Linked DNA regions of Sus scrofa: region 2 is linked to region 1. The links are chromatin contacts, called in public Hi-C maps. All regions are on one chromosome and are shown on one strand. The core of a region is the stretch at or near the end of the contact, and the rest is flanking DNA. Distances in the headings are between cores, read along the strand shown. Region 1 holds the start of RNF223 (RING finger protein 223). Region 2 holds the start of MIB2 (E3 ubiquitin-protein ligase MIB2).

Evidence for each region. Hi-C and Micro-C count contacts between places; a contact is called where the count stands out from the background.
Region 2: a contact with region 1 is called in a Hi-C map of liver, with 4 times the contacts expected there. The contact joins the promoter of MIB2 here to the promoter of RNF223 in region 1. A contact is called at or near these places in 2 of 47 Hi-C or Micro-C datasets (heart right ventricle and liver).

The regions. Positions count from the first base shown.
Region 1 is chr6:63,440,862-63,447,909 of Sscrofa11.1, forward strand. RNF223 (RING finger protein 223) reads right to left here and starts at 3,896. Exons shown (of 9, transcript XM_021095183.1): 1 at 3,765-3,896. It overlaps LOC106509643 (a long non-coding RNA gene), which reads left to right and starts at 4,004. Exons shown (of 3, transcript XR_002344844.1): 1 at 4,004-4,142; 2 at 5,548-7,048.
Region 2 is chr6:63,784,474-63,791,521 of Sscrofa11.1, forward strand. MIB2 (E3 ubiquitin-protein ligase MIB2) reads left to right here and starts at 2,727. Exons shown (of 20, transcript XM_021097467.1): 1 at 2,727-3,330; 2 at 5,183-5,338. LOC102160306 reads right to left here. Exons shown (of 5, transcript XM_021097587.1): 2 at 5,722-5,856; 3 at 2,622-3,347; 4 at 1,551-1,728. The coding sequence ends at 1,551.

The DNA.
Region 1 (7,048 bases), core at 2,646-5,145:
AAAAATCTGAAAGTAGGCTAAAACATGCAAAAAAAATCAATACCACCAACCAGAAGGTCAGGGATCTCAGGATGGAAAGCAGACCACAACCACAGACTCTCACTCTATCACAACCTGGGACACAAACACACTGAAGGGAACAGGAAGACAGTGTTCTGACTAGAAAATGTAAAACCAACGATAAAAAGAAACCGCAAATAAACACGGTGGTCAAGATGGCGAATTTGCCCCTCAGGATGGGGGTCTATGGGGGAGCGATTCTGAAACTGCTTTTCATGTGCACTGGGGTGGGACAAACACGTAAACCATGGCCATGGTGGTGAGAAGGCCACACACGAGCACTTTTACTACAGAGTCTAGGTTACAGACTCACACCTGTCCATCTGGTGAGGGGACTGCAGGCAATGACAGCCCAGCCCCAGTGCCCACGCCCACTGCCAGATCCTGGCTTCTCCAGCCCACTCTCCAGTGAAAGGAACCAGAGCTCCCTGGAGAAACGGCTGAGTCTAGGCCTGAGGCAGGGATACAAGACTGAGTGAGCAGCTGGAGCAGTTGGCAGTGCCAGAAAGGAAAGAAGGGCTCAAAACAACTCAGGGCAGAGGGTGGCCTCCCAGTGGCCAAGGCTGGACCAAGGTGGGCAGACAAAGAGCGCAGAGCTGGTTCCCCTCCAAAGTGCAGACGAACGCCCACAAGTCCGTCCTTCAAACGGAATCCAAACCGCCCCCGGGGAAGGACAGGACAGGAGAACTCTCCTTGGCAGACACCACCTGAACCAAGCGACCAGGACCAGGTGTGGATGCCAGGTGCCCCTGACACGATGTGGCTAGAGGGTCATCTCACCTCTGGAGTCTTCGTCCCAAAAACCCACACCCCCGTCCAACCATGAGAAAACACATCAGACAAACGCAACATCAGGGACATGCTACAAAAACAGCCAAGCAGCCCTTCTCAAAACTGTCCGGGTCATGAAAAGACAGGATCCTGGCCAGCATCCGGGGCACAAAGAGGACACGGGGGCAGCACATGGCCTGACACCTGGAGTGCAGGGGACAGTAACGGAGCCTCAGTTTCCACAAACGCCCCTTGGTTGGCAACCTCCCTGTGAATCTAAAACCATTCCAAAAATTTTAAAGTTAACTTTTTAAGACACCATTAATAAAATGAACAGGCAAGTCAAAAAATGGGAGCTACCATCCCCAATACATCTATCCGACCAACAGCAAGGGCCTTACAGCTTGACTTTTTTTTTTTTAAAGGCGACAGATTTGACCAGACACTTCAGAAAAGAGGTTGGGGAGGGCGCCAGAGACGGACACACACGCTCGGCACAGCACTCAAGGAGATGCAGGCTGAAGACAAGCCACTGGGCCCCAGAGCACACACGCAGGAAGGCGCTGCTCAGGGTCACACAAGACAGCCCGGAGACCAGCCATCAGAAAATGCCCACCACGCTGTGCGCGGCCAGGGGCACCCCGTGCCCGTGAGCTCTCACACAGAAACAGTGAAGAGCCCTGCCTGCGCTTCTGGCGGGGGCGGGGGAGGGGGGGTCGGGGGCGGCTGGGAAGGTTTACAAGGTTCATCAGCCGGCACAGCTTAGACCAGACGCTGCTCCTCGCAGAACTAGGGGCTGGGAGGCCCAAGGTCAAGGTGCCGGCAGACCCGGCGTCTGGCGAGGGCCCTTCCTGGCCTGCAGACGGCCACCTTCTCACCGTCCTCATGGCCTTTCCTTGGTGTGCGAGCAGGGGTCATGTGAGCGGGGTGTGGGGAGGTCGCTCTGTCTTGCCCCTGCCCTCAGGGCACCGATGCCAGCACGGGCCCCAGCTCACCCCGATCACCTCCCAAAGGCTCCACCTCCAGACACCATCACACTGGGGTCATGGATTTGGGGCGACAGAGCCAATCGGCCCACAACACAGGGGAACCTTTAGGGAAGACAGAACTGTCCTGTCATGATGGGCGTGCAGGTGACAGTTGTACGCCTTTGTCAAAATTGATCAAACGGAGCCTGTGCATTTCATTTATGTGAATTACACGCACTAACTGAATAAATGCAATTCATTTTCTATTTTGAAGATCTCATGGGAGCCAAACAGCTAAGTAATGGAGCACGAGTTTCCACAATGTAATGCAGTTTGGTGAGAATTTACACTGTACTGTGCGTTCTTGCACAGCTCATTCTTCCTTAGAAAAAGTGGTTTCAATGAAGAAGTCACTGTGATTCTGCACAAGTAACACATCACGAAGCGGGTGGAATCACTCTGACCAGTCAACAGGGGCTGGGTGCTGGCTGGACAACCATGTAAACGGGCTCCCTGGTAGGAAGCCTTGCCTGGATGACCACTGCAGGGGGCGGTGGACGCCACATACATACCGCTCCTCCAGGCTTTGCGGCGGCTGTGGCTGGAGAGGGGGGGTCGCCAGCTTTAAAAATCACATGCGCTGGAGTTCCCATTGTGGCGCAGCGGAAACGAATCCAGCTAGGAACCATGCGGTCGCAGGTTCGATCCCTGGCCTCGCTCAGTGGGTTAAGGATCTGGCATTGCCGTGTGCTGTGGTGTAGCTCGCAGACATGGGTCGGATCTGGTGTTGCTGTGGCTGTGACATAGGCTGGCGGCTACAGCTCCAATTAGACCCCTAGCCTAGGAACCTCCATACGCCCAGGGGGTGCAGCTCTAAAAGATGAACAGACCAAAAAAAAAAAAAATCCCATGTGCTGATCTTGTTTCTCCCACTGCCCAGCACAGCACGGGAGGACCTGCTGGATCTCCAGCCCCTCAGGGCAGGTTCCTGCCAGTCACTTTCTCAGCAAGCAAAGGGAGCAATGTGGCTCTCAGGACAAAAGGAGAACTGTGTGTGGCCCTGTTCATTAACATGTTTCTCAACCCGAAAGTCCCATCGTGCTGATGGAGAACCGATGGTGTACACAATCTGACTGGATGCAAAGTCTGTGTACGTGTAGGTGCTCCGTGGACTCCGCAGCCCTGAGAAGGTACTGATGGGAGGACCCCCGGAACTCCCCAGGGGGTTCCTGGCCGTGGGGATGCGGAATTCTCAGTACTGTGGTGACTAGAGATCATTCTTCAAGTGAATTACGCTTACCTTGCAGAACAGGGCGGTGCAGGGAGGGTCCTGGGGTGACCACCCTCCAAGGCACGTTTGCTCTGTCTTTGGGAGACGCACACCGGGGCGGGGTGGAGTGCGCGTGTGCCAGAAGAAACTTTCCGTAAAATTCAGATTTTATTTCCTTCTAGGAGCTTCTGCATTCAGATTATGGCTGAACAAGGCTGCTACGGGGGCGCGGGCTGAGGCGCAGAGGACGAGGCCCAGCGCTACCTCCAGCACCGCGGTGACCCTGAGAACACAGGACAAAGCCGGGCCACCTGAGCGCCCCGCCACCAGGGAGCTGCGTTTGCAGGAGCGCTGTGAGAAGCGCGTCCAAACCCCCCGATCTTAATGAACTTAAACTAGAACGTCAATTAAATCGTTCTGGTGACTACGCACACGAACCCCTGTTGGACGAGGCCTGACACTCCAGTGGCGATCAGCGAGCTGAAATGGGAAACCTCCTGGGACTCGCGGTTCCTCCCGCGCGTCCGGGGCGCCCTGAGCCGGTGGCGGGGCGAGGGGCACAGAGAGAAAGGGCGGCCAAACCCCGCCGCCCTGACTGCCCCGGCGGGACTCCGCACAGCCAGGGCCGCCGCAGTCCCCGCCCCCAGCCAACCCCTAGCCAGCCCCCGCCCGCCCACTCCCGGCCCCTCACTCACCCCTGCGCCCTCCGGGTTCCTCTTTCATACCCCCCGCCCTCCAGGCGGTCGCGCTGTGCCCCCTTGGGACTTGAAGTCTCTCAGCCCGGGTGCCAGGGAGCACAGCTCCCAAACCGGAACTACAACTCCCGGCGGTCCGCGCGAGTCTCCTCCCCCGGAGGGTTCCAGGCCAGAGTTCTCGCGAGATCTGAAGGTTCGCGCGAAGCGACCTGGGAAATGTAGTCTAGGGCCCTAAACATGGCAGCAGAAGTAAGGGAAGGACTACGCCGCCGTCCGGCGTTGCCAGGAGACCAAAGAGCCCTGCAGTCCGAGGCGTCTGCGTTCCGGTTTCCGAAAAGTCGCCCGGGTCTCCTCCGTCAACGCTCGGCTGGACTGCCCGTCGGTTTCCGGCGGAGTAGCGGTTCCGGAGACAGCACAGGGTTCCAGTGGCGCATCCTGGGGAGAGGCGCCGCAGTACCTGGCGACCGCTTCCGCCCTGATGCCAGTCCCGCGCCCGGGCGCGGAGGACGGCTGGCGGGGAAAAGGCCTCTGCGATGTTTGCGTCCTCTCTGGGGGAGGGGTTCCCCAGGAAGTACTCTGTTCCGGGGCTGCCGAGCGCCCCCCTGCGCCCAGTTCTGCCACCTTCGTGACTCATGCCGCTTTCCGGGCGGGCAAAGCCCTTCTCACGGAGAGGGGCGGGGTAGTGGGATACCCGGGGCCCGGTCTGCACCGAGGGACGGACGTGCGGAGCTGGTCCCGGGAGAGGCTTTGCCTAGGGAGAAAAGAGAGTAAAACCACCACCGCCCTTGTGCTTTGTGTATCTTTGGGTGCGGGGACAGGGGGCGGATCTTCCGCAAGGGCGGCTACTGGGAGAGCAGTGCCTGGGCGAGTGAGTCTGAGTGAGAGGCCTGGACCGGGAAGGGCACCCACACAGCAAACTGCTGTCAGCATGGGCGCCTGTAACACTGGCTCTCAGATCTCTCCCCAGCATCCTTATTCAACATGAATAAGGATGGACGGGAAAGAAGTGTGATCTCGGGTTTCTCTGAACTGGTCGGACTGGTTGCTCTGTCCACGAAAGCTCCACCCCGTGACCTTGTGCCTCCCAGGGACTGTGACTGTCCCCCACAGTCAGTCCTAAAGACTGTGGGTGTGGGGTCTAGGTGACAGGACTGTCTGGCATCCTGGACTGGTTTGTCCCAACAGGATGACACAGGGGAATTTCTTTCTTTTTTCTTTTTCTTTTTTTTTTTTTTTCGCTTTTTTTTTTTTAGGGTCACATATGGAGGTTCCCAGGCTAGGAGTCAAATCGGAGCTGCCGCTGCCAGTCTACATCACAGCCACAGCAACGCAGGATTCAAGCCACGTCTGTGACCTACACCACAGCTCATGGCAACACCGGATCCTTAACGCACTGAGCGAGGCCAGGGATCGAACCTGCGTCCTCATGGATGCTAGTCAGATTCATTAACCACTGAGCCACTATGGGAACTGTGACACACGGGAATTTCTGTGTGGTCTCAGGCTCTGCCTCTGAGCCGCCCCAGACAAGAAGAGCAGTGTGTGTCCTGCAGCACTCCTAACTTCTCAGGAAATGGGATCGCAAGTGTGCCGAGGAGAGGGCAGGACCCTGGGAGCGTTGTTTGAGTCGGGTGCAGATAGGGTTAGGGTGTGCAGGGGTGCAGGGCACGAGTGCTATTGGACAGGTGGCTCCAGGCCGCTCCCAGTCCCTGGGCTCCCTGACGACCACAGCTCCCTTCCTGGCTGGCTTCTGTGCAGTTGGTCATCTGGCTGAATCCTGCAGGTTCTCCTCCCCTTCTGGACGCTGCCTCAGGACATTCATCCCAAGTTTGAACACCCTTCAACGGAAATGGAGTATCAGACTCACCGGGCGAGCTACTCTCCAAGTAAGAGCATGGGGCAGGAGGATGAGTCGCTCTGGGTCTTCCCTCCCAGAGGACAGTGGGCCCACGTGGTCGGGAGGAAGCTGGCCCAGTGTGAGCCATCCTCGGGCAGTAGTCCTGCCTCATTGAAGCAGCTCCTCTGGGCTCTGCGCCCACCTGCGCCGTGTCACAGAATTGCTTTGTACGGCTCTGCACCTTTCCACCTTCTTGGTGGTTTTCTGAAGACCAGTGGGAACTTGGTATTTATTGCTGAGCCTTCCTGCTTCAGCCCCAAGTTTCTCTAAGGTCAGGGCATCCATTCATAATGCATCCTCTGATATCAGAGGGTGACCTTTCCGCCAGTGCGTCTCAGTAGCGTCAGACCTGGGCTCCCTGAAAATGCTGCTCAAGAAGCCTGCAGATGAGATGATACGCCTGGGTTCTTGGCTGAGTCTCTGCAGTGCCCCGATCTGGGAGGCACAGGTCAGGGTCAGGGTGAGCTTCCAGTGCGGAGGAGGCTCGGTGCAGGTGGGGGAAAGTCCCCGCGTGGTAGTTGAGGGTTGGTGGACACAGCAAGGCAGGGCGTCGGAGGAGTCATGGGATCTGTTGAAAGCCTGGTGTTTAGAGTTTTTTTCCCCCATGAAGTTCCTGAAATGAACAATACAATTGTCTGCACCTTGTCTCCATGTAACCAGCTGCCCCCTCAACACCTCTGCCTTGAGGTCTCATCCATACTCCACCTGTCGAGGCCCACAGGAACCCCCGCCTCACTAAACTGAGGAAGTGCCCTCTCCTTCTACGTGGTTTTTGTTTGTTTGTTTGCTTTCGGTTTTGTCGAAACGCTTTTTAAAAAATCTATTGAGATGATCATCTGGCTTCTCCTTTTTAGTTTGTTCACGTGGGACCACACTGATTCTCGGATGTTAAACCAGCCTTATGTTCCGAGGAAATCCCATCTGGTCATGATAGGTTATCCTATTGCTGTATTAATTTGCTAAAATTCTCCGAGTTAAGAGTAATTTGCCAGGATGCCTTGTATCTGCTGTGAGGGTCTCGCTGTCCTCAGACTAGGCGGGAAGCTCACCTCCTCTTCACTGTGGACCAGCCAGCAGATACTTGGTCTCATCTGTCCCTTAAATGTTTAGGAATTTAAATGGGTTGGGAATTCTCTTTGTAAGAAGGTTTTTAACGATTATTCAGGTTGTTTGGTTCTGTTATGTGCTTATTTTTGAGCCAACTGTGGCCATCCTTGGTTGCTTGCCAGATGGCAACCTTACCTTGCTTCTGGACAATCTTATAATCCATGCTCTTGGGCTCTGTTCTGGGATATGCCGAAAAATTCCTTGGCGGCCGTTTGACCCTTTTGGATCTTCCCCTTGAGCCCCGTGAGGAGGTTCTGGGCAGCCCGCGCTCCAGGGCTTA
Region 2 (7,048 bases), core at 1,477-3,976, 340 kb after region 1:
TCATGGAAGCTGAGGCTTAGCCCCTAAAACCAGACACGGAGGACACAGAAAGGCACAATTGTGTGCCCAGGAGCCCCACAGGGCACTCGCTCTGTTCTGCTACCAAAGTATCCACCAGAAATGAGAGTACAATAAACACCTCAGACATGTACCCCTTCCAGGAAGCTACCAGTAGACTGACTTCAGCAAATAAGAGCGTAAACCAAAAAGGGATTCCAGGGAGTCCTGTTGTGGCGCAATGCGAACGAATCCAACACGTATCCACGAGGACTCAGTTCGATCCCAAGGCCCTGCTCAGTGGGTCAAGAATCCAGCACTGCCAGGAGCTGTGGTGTAGGCAGCAGACAAGGCTCTGAAAATGATATAGCACTTATGGCTTGAACCTAGCCTAAAGCCGGATTGGGACTTGAACCCACAGGTTTTAAATCAGAATCACCCGGTGTCTGGACTCACTGAGGTCCAGGTTCTTTGTGCCTCCACAGGAGGAATTTGGCCAGAGACAGAGTGATGGCAAGAAACAGATTAATTAAGATGCAACGCTTATGACGGAGTTCCCATTGTGGTGCAGGGGAAATGAATCCAACTGGGAACCATGAGGTTGCAGCTTCAATCCCTGGCCTCGCTCAGTGGGTTGAGGATCCAGCGTTGCTATGAGCTGTGGTGTGGGTCACAGACATGGCTCAGATCAGGAGTGGCTGTGGCTGTGGCGTAGGCCGGCAGCTGCAGCTTCATATCTCTGTGGCTGACTCCAGGGTCGTCTTTTTTTTTTGTCTTTTGTTTTTTTAGGGCCGCCCCTGTGGCATATGGAGGTTCCCAGGCTGGGGGTCTAATCTGAGCTATAGCTGCTGGCCTACACCACAGCCACAACAATGCGGGATCCAGAGCCACATCTGTGACCCACAGCACAACTCACAGCAACACCAGATCCTTAATGCACTGAGCAAGGCCAGGGATTGAACCCCAAACTTCATGGCTCCTAGTCGGATTTGTTTCCGCTGTGCCAGGATGGGGACTCCATCCAGGCTCTTTCTTTAGTCTTGAAACTGGACAGGCATGGGGCCTTGCAGGCCTGCAGTGTGCAGCCCAACAGTGGTCGGTCCCAGGAACTTCCCCAAGTCGTGGGGCGTGACCATCCTCTTGCACCCCATTTCCCCACAACATTTTTATGTATTTTTAATTTTTTTTTTTTGCTTTTATTTTTAGGGCCGCACCTGTGGCATATGGAAGTTCTGAGGGTAGGCATCAAATTGGAGCTGCAGCTGCCAGCCTACACCACAGCAAGCTGGATCTGAGCCTCATCTGCAACCTACACCACAGCTCAGGGCAATGAGGGATCCTTAACCCACTCAGCGAGGCAGAGATCGACCCGCAACCTCATGGTTCCCACTGCACCATGACGGGAACTCCCTGCAATATTTTTTAAAAGGGAAGAGGAAGGTGGTGGACTTGGATTACAGAAATTTAGCCCACTTAATTCTTGGGGAAGAGTGCTTTTGCCTGCCCGCTTATGTCCTTCACAAGAGTCCTATATTAACAAACCCGCTTCTTACCTATCGCTTCCTCTGGTTGAATTCCCTCCACACCAAGGCATAAGGAAACTGAGCTTCAGTGACTCCTGAGATGAGCTGTATGATTTCAAACACAGTCAGGAAAATGTACCTTTGCGGGATGGGCTGGGAGTGAGGAGTTCTTTTAAGAGTCTGGTTCTCTTTGAGCTCACTGGGAAGCCTATAAAAATGTCTAAAATTAATACATCAAAAACTAGCACTTCCAGGAGTTCTCATTGTGGTTCGTTGGTAACAAACCCAACTAGTATCTATGAGGATGCAGGTTCCACCTCTGGCCTCATTCAGTGGGTTAAGGAGTCAGTGTTGCCACAAGCTGTGGCATAGGTTACAGATGCTGCTCTGATCTGGTGTTGCTATGGCTGTGGCATAGGTAGGCAGTGGCAGCGCCGATTGGACCCCTAGCCTGGGAACTTCTATATGCGAAGGGTGCAGCCCTAAAAAAGAAAAAACCAGCACTTCCAGGAGTTATCTTGTGGCACAGAGGGTTAAGGATCCAGCATTGACACTACAGCGGCTCGGGTCACTGCTGTGGCCCGGGTTCATTCCTTGGCCCAGGAACCTCCATATGCTGCAGGTGCAGCCAAACCACACTCCCTCCCCCACCCCCAGCACTCTCTGCTCTCAGGTTTAGAAAGAGGTTGCTGTCCAGGAAAAGATATTAGGGTTGGAAATATTCGCCTCTGGGCAGACTGGCGTAGGACCAATGTTTTTCCCTAAGTCTTCAGTTCTGCGTCAATTAAAACCATGCACTGGGGTTTGTTTGATCCTTGCCAGGAGGAGTGGATTAAAGATCCCACTGCTGCAGCTGTGGAGTAGGTCGCCGCTGAGGCTCGGTTTCCATTCCTGGCCCAGGAACTTCCATAAGCCACGCGTACGGCCGAGAAAAAAAAAAAAAAAAAATGCACTGGCCTTACTCTTATTTTAAAGTAACTCAAATCAAAAGTGTTGGCTGTGACGTCGACTCATCTCTGAACCCTTCCGTCTCCACGGCTGTGACTAAGATTCATCTCGGAACCAATCATGTCTCCACGGCAACCGAACGCGTTTCCGAACCTGGCTGCGTGCGCCACGTAAGGCCAGCGAGGGCGACGCACTCCCAGTTCAGGCCACGCCCCTTCGCGGCGAGGTCGTGGCCGCCTGGTCCGCGCGTCCGGGCCCGCGCGTGCGCGTCTTCGGTAGCTGGGGAGGCCTGGGGCCGTAGTGTCCGCAGGCCCTCCCGGGCACGGGCGCCACGGTGGTGACAGCCCGGAGAGGCGCCGCAGCCCGCAGTCCGCCCCCTCTCCGACGTGCGCGCGCGCCGGCGGACGTGGTCGCGTCCCCTGTCTGGGGCGGCGCAGAGCCCACCCGAATCCTTCCCGCGGAAGCAAGGATGGAGGCCCCTCAGGCTGTCGGGGCGGGGCTGGGTCCGTAGATCCTGCCCACACGCGCACTACGTCACGGCGCCGCGTAGCCTCCTGGGAGTTGTGGTTCAGGCCTGCCCCCCCCGCCGCTGTCTCGGAGCTGCGGACTACAAGTCCCGGCAGGGCTCGCGGCGGCCCTAGACCCTGAAGCGCCGGGGGCTTCGGGTGGCTTCGGCCGGGGGGCTCGGGCTCGGGCTCGGCGCGGCGTGGCGCGGCGGCCTGGCTGGTGGCGGGTTCTGAGCAGTCGAAGCCCGCCGGCCAGGCGTCACACACACTGAGGTCGAAGCTGGCCGGCTGACAGACTCGGCGCTCCTCAGGCCCCCGGAGCCCCTGCGCGGAGCGGGCGGGACGCAAACTTCCGGGCAAGTGAAGGGGTCGACTGGGGCATTGGGACTGGGGCCATGGTCCGGCAGCGGCGAGGGCGGCTTCTCAAAGAAGGGGGACGAATGACAGGGGCGGGGCGCACCCGAGCGAGTGAGGAAGGGTCAGTTAAGGGTGGGCGACCGGCCTGGCCTGTCCGGCCGCGCCCCCCAGGGTGCAGCGCGGGGCCCTGACGTCTGCAGAGCCGAGTCAATCTTCGGCCCCACTCCCGGCGGCCCCAGACCCCAGGGAGCCCTGCAGGGCCGGAGGCAGCCCCCTGGGGCAGCTCCAGGGAATGGGCACGTATATAACGGGGTACTAATTGCGTCTTGGCCTCTTCCCCCCCCCCCGCCCCGCAGGGTCAGATGGCTTAGGGCTTTCGCTGAAGTTCAGCAGGGCTAGAGGCCCTTCCTCACGTCTCCAGGCATCAGAGCTGTAGCGCACTAGTTTCAAGGCGGGGGTGGGGGGGGAGCGACCGTACAGCCAGACAGGTGAGCTGTTGACGAGCTTGGATTCCTTCTGATGCCATGTCAGAGGGGCTTGGGCTTGTTTTTGAGCGTGTATGTGTGTAAGTAAATAATCCTCTCTCTGAGCTCAGAATCAATTGAAGCAGGCAAAGGTACCAGATAGGCTCCCGGGGGGCACCCGCCAGGCTGGGGATGAGGCAGTCTGGTAGTGGGAGCCCTGGCAAACCTGGCCCTTCCTGGCAGGTCCCCTCCTCTGGCCATTTCCCTCTGGCCTGTTGCTCCAGGTGCAACAAGTATCTGAATGCCATGCTCCCGCCCAGGGTAGGTCCTGTGCGGTGCTTGGGTGCCTGAGGGCTCCCATCTGGGTGGCCAGAATTCAGGTGATGCCCACCCTGTACTTCCTGGGGGTCTCCCTCAGCCGGTGTGCTCATACGGTCCACGTAAGGTCTCAGGGCTTTACTCGCTCTTAATGGGCCAGACTCCCTGGGCACCTGGGATTTTCTCCCCAGCCTTAGCCAGAGCTGCCATGGGACAGGAGCCTGTGATTCACCAGGTTTTGCCAGTTGACTGTGCCACATATGGTGTCGATTTAAACAGCATCATCAGCTCAGCTGGAGGTGCAAGGAGAGAAGTGGCAGCCTTTTGTTGAGAGCAGTCTCAGTTCCATGCAACTTTATTTTGCTCAGTAAAGGCAATTGCCAACTTCCTGGCTCAATATGACGTAATCTCTGCAGCTTTTTAAAGTTTTTTTTCTGATAAAATAGTCAAAATAAGGTCAACCCTTTATTTCTATACTGTCTCAACAAGTGCTTTAGAAATAGTTCTGGGGAGTTCCCGTCATAGCTCGGTGGTAACAAACCCGACTCCTATCCATGACGACATGGGTTTGACTCCTGGCCTCGCTCAGTGGGTTAAGGATCTGGGGTTGCTAGCAGTTGTGGTGTAGGTCGCAGATGTGGCTTGAATCTGGCATTGCTGTGGCTGTGGTGTAGGCTGGCAGCTACAGTTCTGATTCAGCCCCTATCCTGGGAACCTCCATATGCCATGGGTGGGGCTCTAAAGGATGCAAAAAAAGAGAGAGAAATAGTTCTGCTTTTCAGAAGCTAGAAGTTTCTTAAGAAAAACTAGTAGGAGTTCCCTTGTGGTGCAGCAGGTTAAGGATCTGGTGTTCTCACTGTAGCACCTCAGGTCACTGCTGTTGCGTGGGTTTGTTCCCTGGCCCAGGAATTTCCACCTGCCATGGGCACAGCCAAAAAAAAAAAAAAAAAAAAAAAAAAAAAGGAAGAAAGAAAATAAGGAAAAAACTGGAAAACCAGCAGCAGATCTAGATGTCTGTCTGTTGGGCTGAGACGGTGAATGCTGAAAGTATAAAACCGTTTTTCCCCAGACTTGGTGGCTGCCCGCCCGTTTCCTTTGCTGGGTTCTGTGTCAGCAATGGCAGCCAGTTTCCAATGGGAAGTCTTGGTGGCTGAGCAGATTTCCGAGCCGGGATTTAGCAGCTAAGTGTCAGGGATGCTGAAGGGAGGCCAGTGTGTGCTCTAAGGTAAGTGCCTACTGCTCAGACCCTGAGCACCGCAGTCATTTGAAACCTTCATAGTGACAGCCTCTGGGCGCCTCAGTGCCAGCTGGGCGCCTGGCCTGGTAGCTCTGAGGAAGACATTAGAGTCAGAAGGAAAAGGAAAAGCTCTCCAGGTGACTTTCACCCTGAAACGGGGGTCCCCTTCCTCCCTAGCCCCTCAGGGTGGCGTCCCTGACTCCCTGCCCCTGCCCTTTGCCATCGCCTCCCCACCCTCCCAGGGGGGGTGGGGCCCCGAGGTCCTGTGGCGCTCTGTCAGCCTGGGCCCTGCTGACCACAATGACAAAGACCAGCGGGGGTGGTGGAGGCAGGTTGCCGAGAGGTCCAGGAAGGTGCCTGGCCGGCCTCACCGGGGTCCTACGATGCTGCGCCCAAGCATGGAGGCCCGGGAGCTGGGAGCCACGTCCTGCGGCCCGCGCACAGGACGGCATTGCCGGAGGCCCTGCGCAGGCCCCGGCTTGCGTGATCCTTGCTGGATGGAGGTGCTGCAGCAGAGGGCAGACCCAGGGCCCCCAGTGATGGGGTGTGGGGGGAGGTGAAAAGGAAGCTCCCCAGGCTGTGGGTCCTGCCAGGGTGGGGTGTTCCTCTGTCCTCCACTGTCCCCTAGAGGGTGGACTAACGTGCTCCTGGGAGGGACAGCCCAGGGGAGGTGGCAGGTCGCTGTCCAGCGCTGGGGGAGAGCCGGCTGGCCGCGCTAAAAATAGCGATGTGAATGCAACAGGTGCTGGTCAGAGGCGCTGTCATGCCAGGCTGGACTTCCATGGTGACCTTGCCTGGCTGGCCCACATGGAGCCCTTGCTGGCTGAGACTTGGTCCGGATTTCCCACACGCCCTGCCGGGCGCCCTCCAGCCCCCAGCCAATCCCTGTCTATTCCCCCGAGAGCAGAGCCAGGCACTGCCATGCTCACACTCCCGCTTAGGGTCCCCCCACCCACCATGTCTTGTTGCAGATGGACCTGCAGCCTGTGGACAGTGGCTCTCTAGGCCAACGGGCTCAGGTGGAGTGCCTGCTACCCTGGCTGCAGAGTGACCATAGTGCCAGCTTATGGGCCAGGGCCTTATTCTGGCCTGGGGCGTTTCTGGGCTCTGCAGATGGGGTGCTCCGGCCGGCGTGGACTCCCGTGGGGCCTGTCAGCTCACACTTGTTTGGCTCAGTGGTTGCCTGGAAAGAGGCCCGCTGGGGGTGAGCTCCCGGGAAGGACGAGGGCAGCCCAGTATTGCCCACGCACCATGCCCAGTTCCCGTGGGCTCCCATGGGAGGAGGGCTGTGTATCTGGCTCAGGTCAAGGGCTGGTGTGATGCCACTATCCTGCCACCAGGCTGCAGGCTTAGGCTTGCCGCTCCCTGTGTCAGACGTGCGGCAGCCGCTGACAGAGACGCCCTATACAGGAGGCCGAGGCCATGTGTGGATGGCCCAGCGTGCCCAACTGCCCTTGTCTGGGGCTCGCTGGCACTGAAGAGCCGCTGGCACTGAAGAGCCACAGGCACTCTCGAGTGTCAGTAGAGGGAGGCAGCACGGCCCACAGGTGTGGCCATCCAGGTGCTTGAACAGGGGCTGTTTCTTGGAGGGACTGGCCCTCACCCTTTTGGTCTTTTTTTTTTTTTTTTTTTTTTTTGCTATTTCTTTGGGCCACTTCCGTGGCATATGGAGGTTCCCAGGCTAGGGGTCTAATTGGA